2 separate regions of the Gossypium hirsutum genome follow, and region 1 is linked to region 2. Evidence: chromatin contacts called from public Hi-C data. All regions are on one chromosome and are shown on one strand. The core of a region is the stretch at or near the end of the contact, and the rest is flanking DNA. Distances in the headings are between cores, read along the strand shown. Region 1 has its middle 20 kb from the start of LOC107929466. Region 2 holds the start of LOC107929570 (protein DOWNY MILDEW RESISTANCE 6).

Region 1 (2,873 bases), core at 77-2,576, 45 kb after region 2:
TCAAAAGCTTAAATAATAGAAACTGATGAAAGTAATAAAATAAGCATAATAATATTAAAATAAAGCTTTATTTTAAGAAATTACTAATGCAATTTGTGTAAATTGAAATCTTACCATATGTATATTTTTATTAGTTTTTAAGTGAAAAAATTAAAACATCATCAAATAATATTACAAATTTTAATCATGAATAAACATTTCCATAACTTTATAACTAAATTGATGACCTAATTAAGCGTAACACCGACTCAACTAAAAACTTAACTAATAGTCTAACTATTTTAACACATGTGTATTAATATTTTTCTCTCATATTATTATATTAATAATAATAAAAAAATAGCATAAAAGTTACATATTTTGCAAATTGAAAAAACATTTAAACAAAATCTTCAAAAAGCAATAACTAAGAAAGTGGACAAGGAAAGGAAAAAGAGCATGTGCAATGTGTCATAATTAAAAAGAGATAGATCTCGATCTTTTAAGTAAAAGTCTGTCTTCCACCAAATCAAGATATGTATAATAATCCTATATATATTTGTGGGTTTAATTGGGTGATCACATAAAAAATATTTCAATTTTTTTCAGAATTATATTATAAAACTTTGAAAGGATTAAAAGTTTTTTTTTTTAATTTTGAAGGAACTAAATTATAAATTTATAATTTTTTATACCTTGGTGCTTCCCAAGTAAAAACAATTAAGTTTTAAAAAATAACATCAATAACAAAGTTTGGGAGTTAATTTCTATACTTAAAATTTATAGGTTAAATTCTCAGTTTGGCAGTTAGTGTTTGAACTTAAAAAGTTTTGCTAAAAAGAGTTAAAATTTATTCTTTCTATTTTTTTTTCAATTTAAAGATTTCAATCTATTAATCAATAATTTTATGAGTATTTTTCATTAAAATTTATCAATTTGACATATCGATTTTTACATAATGTGATATATGGTTAACAAAGAAAAAATTAATTAAACTAAAAAAGATTTAAAAAATACTAACACAATATTAGTGATTAGATTAGAATTTTAAATTGAAAGATATGAAAAAGTTGGAAGAAAAAAAGGTAAATAATAAATTTTATCAAAATATAAAGGTAAAAAATAAAATAAAAAAAATTGCTGGAGAATGTCATGTATTTCGGAAAGTGAAGAATGACCATTTCTTTTTTTTTTTTTTTAATAAGTGATTTGGATTAGATTATATGTGATCCCCGGCAATGCACGTGACTGAGTTCAAAATCCGAGTCAGATTTGACCATTTCAAATACAAAGGCATCTATCCAAAGCATCTGGTCAGGCTGCAGTGACTTTGGGGCGGTGCACGTGCCATGTAGGAATTATAATGGGCGGCTCCGACTGGGAAACGGACGGTTGATGATTGATGATTGAACCGAAGCCATTCAATTTCACTTTATTTGTTGGTACGTAAGTAATTTGACTGGGTCGGGGGGGGGCATGACTCATCAGTGTCAGCCTATAGGGACCCACTTTTCTTTTTTAGTCATTGATACGGAAAGTGGACGAGTTTATTCGAACATACACAACCTTATATTTTACGCTCACTATCGCAAGCAAATCTTCATCATTTTATTTTCATTTGTCCTGTACTCCACGTTGTGTAATTGTAATTGCCTTAATTACTTTATATAATCATATTAGTACAGTTTTGGTTCTCAAGTAATAATGGTTGAACTTGATATATCACAAAACAACCTCACTTTCAGAATAGTCTTGGGGACTAAACATAAGCGGATAAGTATTAAAATCTCATGAGGGGTCATCTCCTTCATGTTTTGTCCTTCTTTTATATCCTAATATGGTTTTTTCTATTATCAATTTCTTTTAATTGATTTAAGTATTAGAAAATATCTCACAGTATAAGTTTTGACACTTTCATAATTTAATTTTATCTTATAGAGAATTTAAGTTTATCTCAAAATTTGTCCTATTTTAGAATGATTGAAATAGTTGACATCATTTATGAGAGTTGAATAAAAATCCATGATTCAACTGTTGAAAAATATGGACATCACATATATAATAAAAATAATTATATATTATTATTTACTATTATGATAAGTTAGCTTAAATTAAAAGTGATCTAATTTGATTAAAGTTTTATTGAGCTTTAAATATTAAATAAAGTATAAGTCAAATATGTATAGATACTGTAGTTCTAATCAATTTCTAATGAATGATAGGCTAATTAGGAATTAGGGTTAATCTATCAAAGTTATATATGTTAGGGTTATGATCTTAAAATTACAGTTAAGATATCTTTAGGAAAGAGAGAGCAAATATTTTTTGTGTGCTAATTTAGAAGATCAAATCCCCAAGATCCGTAGATTTCAAGGAATTCATGGATTAAGGAATGCTTCCGCATCTAGTTTTGTTCTTGATCTATTCTTAATGATTTGACATGATAGATCCTAATTTATTAAGTTTTATTTTAGATTTATTTTACAATTCTAACAAGTGGCATTTGAGTTTCGTCATGTTCAATCGTTGAGAATGAATTGATTCTTTATTATTTTTGGATTGATTTGTTTTTCTTTTTTAAATTTAAATATAATCTAATTTAATATTTGCATATGATTTCGAAAGATGCAAGTTTATTTATTTATTTATAATCAATTGATAAAAATTAATTTGTGAGATTTCTTTCTCTTATTTTCGCACAATTATTTTATAAATTTTGGTTAAAGTCATTATTAGATTAAAGTTATAGACTTACAATTTTTTGCAATTGAAGAATTCCAATTGGATTGTATAATTGGTTTTGAAAGTTAATTCTCTTGATAATTGAATAAATGAATGTTGTTAAGATGATTTTTTTAGCACTATTTGTTTTAAATTTTTTGTTTGTGGTTAAA
Region 2 (2,700 bases), core at 50-2,549:
TGATATGTAGTATGCTTTATGACTTGGTTAATTAGCAAAAGGAAGAACACTAAAATTCCACCTTTAAGGTCACCTTAAAAAGTACTAAAATCTACCAAGAAAATATCTTGAGATATTTTGTAGGGACAAAGGAAAAAAAATTGATATGAGTTATGATCAATCGAATATAAAATCAATTATACGGTACTAAAGTTTCAGAACATTCAGAAGATCTTATTTAAATTTAAAAAATTCAAAAAAATACCTTATCAGTTTTATTTTATCACGTGCTCAAATCAAGTAAGAGAAAAATTAAAAGACTCGTACTGTGATTCCATGCATAATGTCAAAGAGATTATTTAAATGATGTTAGGTTGTTACTCCTTTGAAGAAACATAAATAATGCATTTAATACTCAACTTATAGTTGAATCATATCATTAGAACGTGCATGACAGAAACAATGGAAATGACAAATGGGTCTAATTAGAGCATCGATTTTCAATATTTTATAGCCATTGTTCAAAGAGAAAAAGGGTGAGGCAAAACCAGTATATGCGAGGAAGAAGAAGATGACGGACTTACTTGAAAGGAGGAGGATTTGAAGGCCACTCAGGGACATATTTGTGAAGAGGGTAGCAGTGTAATCTTAGATAATCTCTCCAGTTATGAACCTTCTCTTTATTCACATTAAAACTAGTGGAAAGTCTCATTGTTTTAGAAGGGTCATCGGAGTAAAGCTTCAGTTTCTCCTCTAATGGCAACTCAAAGAAATCATGTGCCACTTGCAACATTTTTTCAACTGTTTCTTTGGAAACTCCGTGATTAATTACCTGGAAAAATGGATAATACGATCGATGATTACAAAAAAACTAAAAAGGGAAAAAGACAGAGGCGATGATATTGAGAAAATTAATTTCATACCTGAAAAAATCCATACTGCATGCAGGCACGACAAATTTGTTGAATAATATGGGTTCTGTCCTCACACCCTAAATCGATAACAGGGACGTCTTCACATTCGGAGACTTCGGATAAACGGGGACGCTCCGATTCCGGTCTGACGTAACTTTCCGGTAAGTTAGAATATCGGATTCCAGAGGAAAGTACCTTTGTATCCATATCCCAAATCGGAATCCCCAAAAGGAAATACAAGAGAAGAGGGGCGACAGTGGAGACGAGGGAGTGTTGAGAGGTAAAGAGCAATATTTACTTACTTATTTCATTCAAGTTCATTGAAATGAATTGAGTACCCCATTTTCAAGCTCAAAATACACTTTTATTTATAGACCGTGGTGCAGGTGGCTCCATTGAAATCCTTCTTATTCTAATCTTTAGAAATACCTGATTTTATTCATTAATATTTAGGGTTTATTAAATAATATTAATATTGGTTAAAGTAATCAATTAAATATTAAAAATAATAAAAATTTTAAATATTTATATGGCCAACGGTTGAATCAGTAATTTAGTGGTAAAGAAATTTGTAAGTCGACATCCAAATTTAGAGTTCACACGTTGTGAAACACATTTTCTTCACGAATGTACCATAAATGAAAATAAAAATTTATGTCCTAATATTACCAAAAAAAATAAAGCAGTATCCAGTTTCAGCCCAACACTTGTCGAATTTTGGTTGCTACGGCTAATTAAACCTTAGGAGTTTAAATTTCTAACCTTAATTTTATTGTTTGATTGATCTTTTAATTTAATTTAAAACTATTATTATTTTACTCCAATTTTTTAAGGCTTTTTTCTTTTTCCCATTGTTTCTATCTATTTGTCAGTTTTTTTCAATTTCATCCGTTTTATACGCCAAAATAACAGCAACCTTTCGTGCTTGCTGTCGATTCTCTATTGATAGCATATTTTTAATAAGTCAGGAAATACAGAATATCCCATCTGTTTTACTTTTTCAATTCTACAAATTCGGTAAAGTTGTTAACGGGTAATTTATAAAAATAGTCATTTTTATTTATTTCATATTATATTTTAATTATTTATTTTTAAAATGTTACGTTTTAGTCACTTAAGTTATCATTTTATTACAAAATGCTCACTCCACTGTTAAGCTTCGTTATCTCCCTAACAGATATCTTACGTGACAATCCAAATTAATTTTATTTAATTAAAAACCTATTTTTATCCCAACAACTAGACATCGAAGATAGCATTTAAAATCTATTTATACTGCCACATAGAGAAGTAACGGAGCTTAACAGTAAAGTGATCACTCTATAACATAAGTGACTATTTTTATTATTTATCCAATTGTTAACACTATTATGTTAAATACATAACTACCAAATGAGTATTTCTTTTATTTTAAATTATCACACTAACAAATTTAACAAAAAATAATACTAGAATCTGAAATTTAAAATAAAAAAATAAAAAAAATTAAATTTATAAACATAAAAATCTAAAATCTATAAATAAAACATGAACTTGTAACATATTTTAACCTTTAAAAAATAAACTTCTCTCGCTACCACCTAAAATAAATCTATCGACCGACAAATAAATAAAAATTGGGTATTTTATTTGTCAAAGAATGATTAATAAATGTGCTAGTTTTTCTTTAAAGTCATAATTATATGGACCGAGTAAAATATAAATATGATGCATTTATATGGGTGGAGGAAAAATAAATATGAGGTCACAAATGGCTAACACCCCCCCCCCTATGCAACTTTTTTCTCTTTTCATCAACTTTCGTACA

The links. A called contact is a pair of places that touch in the nucleus more often than the background predicts.
Region 1: a contact with region 2 is called in a Hi-C map of leaf, with 2.9 times the contacts expected there. The contact joins the enhancer-like site here to the promoter of LOC107929570 in region 2. A contact is called at or near these places in 3 of 34 Hi-C or Micro-C datasets (callus and leaf).

The regions. Positions count from the first base shown.
Region 1 is chrA12:106,430,590-106,433,462 of Gossypium_hirsutum_v2.1, forward strand. No RefSeq gene overlaps it. Among protein-coding and RNA genes, the nearest start is that of LOC107929466, 20 kb to the right of the region's middle. Within about 2 kb of position 1,327, at least 4 of the 9 cell types and tissues checked have an H3K27ac peak or open chromatin away from gene starts, as enhancers often do. A contact at or near this core is called in leaf, where this site is marked.
Region 2 is chrA12:106,385,977-106,388,676 of Gossypium_hirsutum_v2.1, forward strand. It overlaps LOC107929570 (protein DOWNY MILDEW RESISTANCE 6), which reads right to left and starts at 1,300. Exons shown (of 4, transcript XM_016861037.2): 1 at 903-1,300; 2 at 564-811. The coding sequence starts at 1,100.